Regions from separate parts of the Callithrix jacchus genome. Here region 2 is linked to region 1. The links are chromatin contacts, called in public Hi-C maps. All regions are on one chromosome and are shown on one strand. Each heading gives the region's core, a stretch centred on a gene start, on an enhancer-like site or on the middle of the called end of the contact. The rest is flanking DNA. Distances are from core to core; before and after follow the strand shown. Region 1 has its middle 190 kb from the start of FUT8. Region 2 overlaps LOC118144963.

Region 1 (4,444 bases), core at 512-3,011:
AGTGAGGAGGTTCACATCACTGCACTCCAGCCTGGGTGACAAAGTGAGACCCTATCTCAAAATAAATAAATACAGAAGTAAATAAATAAATTATTATTAATAAAAAGCAACCACTCCAGTCTTTCCTTGCTTAGAGGCCCCACTGATTCTTTACCCCAACAAGTCCTCTGGGATACTGTAATTCTCCATTTTTTTCATTGAGAGGTATTCACTTGGGATGGAAAACCCTATCTGTTATTTGAACAGAGAAGGTAATATAAGAATTATTGGGGCCGAGCACAGTGATTCACACCTCTAATCCCAGCACTTTGGGAGACTGATGAAAGAGGGTTGCTTGAGTCCTGGAGTTTGAGACGAGCCTGGGAAACATTGTGAGATTTCATCTCTACAAATAATAAAACATTAGTAGCGTATGGTAGTGTGTGCCTGTAGTCCCAGCTACTCTGGAGGCTGAGGCAGGAGAATTGCTTGAGCCCCAGAAGTTGATGCTGCAGTGAGCTGTGATCATGCCTCAGCAGCCAGGTTGAGTAAAAGAGTGAGACCCTGTCTCAAAAAAAATAAAAATAAAAAAGATTAAATATGAAGTTGCTAACTAGGTAGCTGAAAGAAGACACTAAGGTATCACAGTAAAAGCAACCGCAGATTGGTGGGGCGTGGTGGCTCAGGCCTGTAATCTTAGCATTTCGGGAGGCTGAGGTAGGCGGATCACCTCAGGTCAGGAGTTCAAGTCCAGCCTAGTCAACATGGTAAAACCCCCTCTCTACTAACAAAAAGTAGCTAGGTGTGGTGGCATCTGCCTGTAGTCCCAGCTACTTTGGAGGCTGAGGGAGGAGAATTGCTTGAACCTGGGAGGAGGCAGAGGTTGCAGTGAGCCAAGAATTTGTTATGGTGCTCCGTGCACTCCAGCATGGGTGACAGAGCAAGACTCCATCGCTAGTGTGGGGTGGGGGTGGAGAAGCAACTGTAGGAAGCAGCTCCCGCCCCTAGTGCTGAGAACAGGAAGGAGTAGGGATGATTAAAACTTGCAAACTTGAGACTCAGACTCTGAGGAGGGGGCACTGCTTGGCTGGACTGACATTTCTGAGCTGGAGAGGGTCCCTGAGAATCCATCTCTCCTGAGAGAATGAGAGCATGAGGCTGGTTCTATAAGTGTTGGAAAACCTGCAAACTACATTTGACTGCTGCTCTAAGAAGGAATGGCCACTGCCGGGGTGAAGAAGTGAAACTAGAGTGGCACTGACAGGAGCAGAAAATCTGCAGGAAGCAGACAGGAAGGAAGGAGTTTTTTTCTCCCTCACCATGCTGTTCCCTCTGTGGCCTTCCACAGGAAAGGCCTAACATGGAGCCAGCTGGCAAAGCAGAACTGTGGTTGGCAGAATCCCAGCCCAGCATCACAAAGCAAGCACAGAAGGGCAGGTTTGCAGCCGAGAGGCAATAAGTGAAGAACGTCTCCCAAAACACTTTGTTTGCTGTAATATACACAGCCATTATCCAAATCATTCATCCAGAGAGATTCAAACTCTTAATAGATTCATCATCAGGCAGTCTCTAGGGGCATAGCTTGTGGATTTTTAGACTGAGTATGGGATTCCCAATGGGCAAGCAGTAGCAGCCATAGCCATCTGCCGCCATGGTCTTACAGCAGTGAGCCCAGAGGTATTGTCAATCACAGGTCAGGATGGGCTTCTAAATTGGGTGGGGAGCAATGAAGACCTCTTGGCTATAGCCTCACTGTGGCTATGGAAATTGGCCTGTCTCTATGGTTGGTCTCACTTCTCCAGTGAAGCCTTCTCAGGTTCCGATCCAGAGACCACTCAAAACCACAGCCCACTTTTCTCTGAGGACTTCTCAGTCTCCCAGGGCTGGAAATGTGGATAGCCGTTATGCTAACCAAACACGACTCACGGAGTATACTCACAAGCAAATTTATTTGATTTTCCACTGTTCTCTTTCATCTGCCCAGGGAAGCCAGCTCTTCTTCTGCCCCAGATGAAATTTAGGGCATCTATGGCTTTCTGGTCACACTTAGTAATGGCAGCAATCTTCCAGCCCTTTAAAACACACTATGCATTTAGTAATTAAATTATTCAGTCCCATTTATTAATTTATTAAATTATTCAGTCCCATTTATTAATTTATTATTCAGTCCCATTACTAAACACACACATTTAGTAATTAAATTATTCAGTCCCATAACTTCTCGCTTTGAAGTTGAAGCTTCTCTCCGATCCCAGCTCAGGTTTCTTGAAAGGTGATGAGAAAGGAGGCTAGGGAGAGGGTATGTGATCAGCTGCTAGTATTTCTCTTCCTCCTTCCCCAGATTACTAGCCATGAGTCCTGCCTCTTTCAGAGCCAGAGTCCTGCAAATGAAAAGAGGCTAGGGGAGCAGGAAAGTTCTTGCTTGACTGGCCTTGGCTTGGGAATTTAGCATCTGCCTGCTCTGGACTTGACAAATGTTGACAGCTGACTCTCACCAGCTCTTTGCAGTGACCTTCTCACCACTGAGGAGCTCTTCCCTGCAGTTTGCTTGGCAGGACAAAGGCTCTCTGTGCTTGCTACTCACTTACTCCTTCCTCAGCCCTCCAAACCTGGTGATACCTTGAGCTTCTCTTTAAGAGGCCGGTTTGCCCCTCCACACAGCACTCTTGAACATATCTAAGATAACCAACCCCTCACTGCCTGGCCTTTCTTGGATGTGGCCTACATTGGAGACGCACACACACACACACACACGTCTACCATGACCAATTTGGGGAGCACAAGCTGTCCTAGCCTTCTCCCTTGCTACCATCTTACTCTACAGTCAAAGCTAGAGTCAGCCTATTGCTGTCCTTTGGATTTTCCAGGTGGGAATTGGACATCTATGCACTGAGTTTCCTAAGCTACAAGAAACGTGTATTAAGCCCGCTCAGTGGACAAGTTGAAGCCCCATTCCCTGAGCTTGTGATGAGGTCCCTCTACTCCCTCTCCTCCCTCATGGGACTCACAACCTGCCAAAAACCAGAAACCCTCTTTTCTCATCTGCCAGAGACTGGCTATTCCGTCACCATGAAAGTAGAGTGCAAGAGTCACAAAACTAGTTGGTTTTCTCTTGCTGGCTTTCTCCCCAGTCCTGCATGTGGTCTGGCACCTCACTTAAAATGCCATCTTGTTGTCTTCAGGCCTTAGCAGAACTTCTTTGTTAATATCTTGTTACATCTGTACATTGAGGAAAAAAACGAGTAGAGTAACTGAATTGCTTTATTATTCTAAAAGCAAAAATATGCTCAAAGCTGCATATCCTCAAAGCTTCCAAACATGAGTAAAATGGCCAGAAAAGGACTTTTTAGGTCCCACAGGGACTGTTCAGATAGAAAAGAGGAGAAATGTTGCGAAACTTCCTCCAAAGCCTTGGAATCATCTCTCTGCTGAAATTACTAAACTGTTTCTAATCCCTTGGAGAAGGATCTAAAACTCTGAGATTGCTTCAAGGGCTACCGTCTACCTCACTGGTTTACCATGAGGATTAAATCAAACAATAGTATATGCAAACATAATTTGTAATTGTGTAAACTAGAAGGTAAACATACAGATGTGTATGGGACAATCATGACTGGATACTTTAAAGGAATTTTAATTACCTAGAATTTCTAAAGAGCTCTCCGCAGGTAGTTACAGTTCAAAGAGGAAATTTTGGTCTTTCAAACTAGATCTGGAGCAAACCATGGGCTGTTTGGCAAATGCTTCTGAGAAAAGAGTCCACCTAGATTATATGTTAGCAACATCGAGAGATTACAGGGTAGCTGGAAGTCAGGACCCCACCGCAGGCATGGCCTACCCCAGGATCACCTGCATGCTATTCCGAGTGGACCTGCTCTGGCCTTAGGAGAGGGCTGCCCCCCAGGCGGAGAGGCAGTAAATGGCCAGGAGCAGTCTTGCCAATGCACAACGGGGGCAAAGGTCCCCAGGGACCATTCTGAGATGTGTTCCAATTTCTCAGGGCCTACCCTTCCATGGGAACCTGTTTGCCAGCACCTTTATTGGCTTGCCTTTCTTCCCTCCCTCTTTCCCCATTCTCTCTCAGAGCTTTCTAGGATCATGAACCAACTGCTTGCACTCAAACCTTTGCCCCAGCTTCCTTCATGCTAAGTGTGATCCTATCCACTTTTGCCAGCACTTTAGAGTAATCTTAAAAGTAGGTGCTGCTGGCCGCTGAGACTGCGTCTACCCGGTGAGCACAGAGCCTTGCCCTTCGCCACCTGTCCACACACGCCACCAGCTTACCATGGATGATATCGCTGTGCTCATCATCAGCAATGGCTCCAGCACGTGCAAGGCCGGTTTTGCTGGCAATGATGCCCCCGGGCCATCTTCCCCTCCATTGTGGGGCGTCCCAGGCACCAGGGAGTGATGGTGGGCATGAGTCAAAAGGACTCCTATGTGGGCAACAAGGCCTAGAGCAAGC
Region 2 (4,444 bases), core at 505-3,004, 140 kb after region 1:
CATCATGCTTGACTAATTTTTGTATTTTTAGTAGAGACAGGGTTTCACCATGTTGATTAGGCTGATCTTGAACTCCTGACCTCAAGTGATCCGTCTGCCTCAGCCTCCCAAAGTGTGGAGATTACAAGTGTGAGACACTGTGCCCCGCCAGGAAGGACTTTCTGACTCTCCCCTGAAGGAGGCCATAAAACCCTCATGTGAGAGATGCCCTCTCTATACTGGCAAGAAATGAGCATCCTAACTGCTAAAGACAAAGGGACACAGAGAAGAATCTGAACTCTCAGGCCTTGCTGTTTTCCTCAGTTTACCATGCTTACCTCACGTCCTTTGGTCCTATCTAATTTCTCCACCACTCCCTACCCTTCATCAAACCTAGCATAAAACTACTCAGGTTTTACTACTTCTTTGAGTCTCCATTTTTTTCTTCACCGCCCCGCCCCCAACCCCCGCCCCAGAGGAAGCCTTGCTCTGTTGTCCAGGCTGGAGTGCAGTGGTGTGATCTTGGCTCACTGCAACCTCCGTCTCCTGGGTTTAAGTAATTCTGCCTCAGCCTCCCGAGTAGCTGCGATTACAGGCACTCACCACCACACTCAACTAATTTTTGTATTCTTAGTAGAGACAGGATTTCATCCTGTTGGCCAGGCTGGTCTAGAACTCCTGACCTCAGGTGATCTGCCTGCCTCAGCCTCCCAAAGTGCTAGAATTACAGATGCGAGCCACTGCACCCAGCCTGAGTCTCCATTTCTTTGTGAAGGCTGCTGTGCTTTGTTTAAAACTTAAACTTATTAAATAAATTTGTATGCTTTTCTCTTGTAAACCTGTCTTTTGTTACAGGGGCCTGAGCCAAAAACTCAGAAGGGTAGAGAAAAGCTGTTTTCTCTCCCCTACAGTTGGATCATTTTACATGTGTTCCTGAGTGATTCTGTTGCAGGGGGTCCACATTTTTAGAAACTTGGTGGAGAGCACTGGTTCTCCTACTATTGTAAACAAGTTGACTCTGGACAGAACACAATTGACTTTGCTTCAGTCTCCACTTTCACAAATGGCTATAAAAGCAGTTACCACCTTCCCTACCTCACAGGTTTAAAATAAGAATACAATGAGATAACAGATCCAAAGCCTTTTTTTTTTTTTAATTATTTTGAGAATCTTGCTTTGTTGCCCAGGCTGGAATGCAGTGGTGATATCTTGGCTTACCGCAACCTCTACCTTCTGGGTACAGGCAATTCTCCGATCTCCTACTCCCAAGAAGGTAAGATTATAGGCGCCTGCCACCACGCCTGGCTAATTTTCTATTTTTAGTAGAGATGGTGTTTCACCATGTTGGCCAGGCTGGTCTCAAACTCCTGACCTCAGGTAATCTGCCCACCTTGGCCACAAAAGTGCTGGGATTACAGGTGTGAGCCATCGTGCCTGGCCTCATTTTGCAAAGTAAAGGGCTCATGGTGCAGGGCACCCTTATCCTTCTCAGCATTCTTTTGCATCAATGGAGCAGACCCCCGCCAACAACCTATCTTGCCCTGACCCCCATAGACACTTCCAGGTATTCACTTGAAGGGATGAAAGCCTCGAGGACCTGCCTTTTGTCCACCTGGTCCACATAGGCTCACACAGGTTTATGCCTTTCCAAAAAGAGTATGACAGAACCACACACATTTCTGTGTGAAATCTTACCAACACAGAATCTGGGATGACTCTCCTAATAGGCCTAAGTCTTCCTTGAAATCTAGGCACATCTGCATCTTTAATGATCCCATTAACTTCATTTTCCATAGTGTCACATCTTTCCTGGGCCACACTTGATTGCACATGTGTCTTCTCTGTGAGCCAGGGCTTACACCTGAGGGCTTGTAGTCCACATCCATCGCCTCATGCTTTGGCTGTGTTCCCAGGTACAGTGTGTACCTCTTGAAGTTTAGAGTGATCAACTTCACATTAATCTTTTCTCCCTCACTCTATTCTAATCCCCTTTTGGCAAGAACCTGTTCCAAGGTATTCTCCCCATTTTGGCCACAGTCAGCTTGAAACAAAATAATCGGAGTATCACTTCCAGTTAAAGCACACTGCTGTTTTAGATATATTGGGCAGCCTACTGCAGGGCCCTCAGCTGCTTTGTGACTTCATTAAATATTCTGCAATGTCTGATGAGTATCTGAATATTCGCAATTACCCTGCCCTCCTAAAGAGCAAAGAGGGGCATGATTTCCCTCCTAAGACCTAATAAATTCTTCTTCTTCTTCTCTCTCTCTCATTCATTTGACAAGTAATTATTGAGCATCTAGTATTGTTAGAGGCATGTGAACCAGAGCAACTCCATCTTGAATAGGGGCTGGGTAAAATGAGGCTGAGACCTACTGTGCTGCATTCCCAGACAGTTAAGGCACTCTGAGTCGTGGGATGAGATCAGAGGTCAGCACAAGATACAGGTCATAAAGAGCTTGCTGATAAAATGGGTTGCAGTAAGAAAGCTGGCTAAAACCCAGCAAAACCAAGATGGTGATGAGAGTGACCTCTGGTCATCCTCATTGCTGTACTTCCACCAGCACCATGACAGTTTACAAATGCCACAGCAGCATCAGGAAGTTACTCTATATGGTCTAAAAAGAAGAGGTATGAATTATCCACCCCTTGTTTAGCATGCAGTCAATAAACAACCATATAAATGGGCAACCAGCAGCCCTTGGGAATGCTCTGTTTATGAAGTAGCCGCTGTTTTATTCTTTTACTTTCTTTTTTTTTCTTTTGAGACAGAGTCTCACTCTGTCACCCATGCTGGAGTGCAGTGGTGTGATCTCAGCTCACTGCAACCTCTGTCTCCTGGGTTCAAGCAACTCTCCCACCTCAGCCTGTAGCTGGGACTCTATGTGCATGCCACCACGCCCAGCTAATTTTCGTATTTTTTAAAAAATAAACTTGCTTTCACTTTATGGATTCACCCTGAATTCTTTCTTGCTCAAGATCCAAGAACCCTCTCTTGGGGTCTGGATCTGAACCCCTTTCCTGTTACAGTACTTGTCAAGCACTGGAGAGACAGCACAAAACAGACAAAGTTTCTACCCTTATGGAGTTTATGTTCTAATAGAGAAGATAGTAAGTGAATGAGAAAACTTAAGGTAACAGTAAATATTGTGAAGCAAATGAGACACTGCAATGTTGTGCAGAGTGAACAGGGCAGGGAAGTTGCTACTATAGACTAGGTAGTCAGGGAAATGCATCTCTGAGGAAGTGAAATTTGAGCCGAGACCTAAATGGACCAGCCTTGGAAAGACTGGGCATTGGAAAACTATTACACTAGTTTTTCCCCTGTTGGCTTCTGTGGGGTTTGTTTGCTTATTTGTCGGCAGAGAAAAGAAATCCTCAGTCTTATGCTTTGTTACTGCTAGGATATGTACCCAGCAGCCCACCAGAATGAGTATTCAGCCTACACCCTACCACAGCTCTATGCATTTCAAAGCATCATATTGGTTTGTAGTGGCAAGATGATCCAACAGATTCCTCAGAATAGACTCCTAAAAGGCCTACCTCATCCAGTTAAATTAAGCAGCTTACTATAGTGTTGTATCTTAGAGCCCGAGGAAATGACTCCAGCCCCTCAAAATATACTAGACTTTCCAGCTATGCTCTGGAGATTGGAATTCTTTTAAGCCAGTTTTTCATCGTTCAGTCAGTTAAAAGGTTTAAAATGTGATACCCTCAGGAGAAGTGGCAAATTGGTCCTGTGCACACGCCATGGTTCTGAAGAGGCTACAGATTCTTTCTGTAAGAAGGGAGGGGAGGGGAAGGGACACATGCTAGAGAAAACTGGAAAAGGAGATGTAGAGAAAAGCGAAAAATGGAAGAGAGAAAAGACTGTGTTCTTGTGCAACTAATTCCTTAAGGATTGCAACATCTCCAGATTTCTCCAGAGCTCCAAGAAGTCAGGTGTACTTGAAGCTGGTTAGAAGGGTTGGTGATGGATGTTTCTCTCTTCTCCTGCCTCTGTCCTGAAGACTCGTTTCTACATTAAACAGAGTGGATTTCCCCATGGGATGGAGCGGTGTGTATCTTAGACTGTTTTGCCTTGGGGGAAGTTTGAAGGGAAGGCCTGAATCATTAATTTATGAGAAGGGTAAGAAAGTGACATCTCATTAAACAAATGACTGTTCATCTTTAGAAAGAAAGCTTCAGTGGGTTGAGATCTCCATTATGAAGGGACCACTGTTAGAGTCCATTCCACAGGGACACTGTGTGGAAGTCTAACTAGGCAGGAGATGGGTAGGATTGAAAATCTAGAGGGATCCTCCCAGCACTGAGCAACCACCCTCATTTTGTAACCCTGGGCCCCGTTTGGAAGGGTGGTAATAATGGGAGAAAAGGATGGAAAGAAAAGTCCTAAAAAGCTCTGTGGAGTGATTTAAAGACTATTGAGAATAATAAAGTAGCCCGAATAAATTCTGAAGCCCTC

The links. A called contact is a pair of places that touch in the nucleus more often than the background predicts.
Region 2: a contact with region 1 is called in a Hi-C map of skeletal muscle, with 4 times the contacts expected there. The contact joins two enhancer-like sites. A contact is called at or near these places in 2 of 3 Hi-C or Micro-C datasets (induced pluripotent stem cells and skeletal muscle).

What each region holds. Positions count from the first base shown.
Region 1 is chr8:100,124,455-100,128,898 of calJac240_pri, forward strand. It overlaps the pseudogene LOC100394277. Among named protein-coding and RNA genes, the nearest start is that of FUT8, 190 kb to the right of the region's middle. Within about 2 kb of position 1,762, at least 5 of the 16 cell types and tissues checked have an H3K27ac peak or open chromatin away from gene starts, as enhancers often do. A contact at or near this core is called in skeletal muscle, where this site is marked.
Region 2 is chr8:100,268,782-100,273,225 of calJac240_pri, forward strand. The region is part of intron 4 of LOC118144963; the gene reads right to left. Among named protein-coding and RNA genes, the nearest start is that of FUT8, 44 kb to the right of the region's middle. Within about 2 kb of position 1,755, at least 1 of the 16 cell types and tissues checked has an H3K27ac peak or open chromatin away from gene starts, as enhancers often do. A contact at or near this core is called in skeletal muscle, where this site is marked.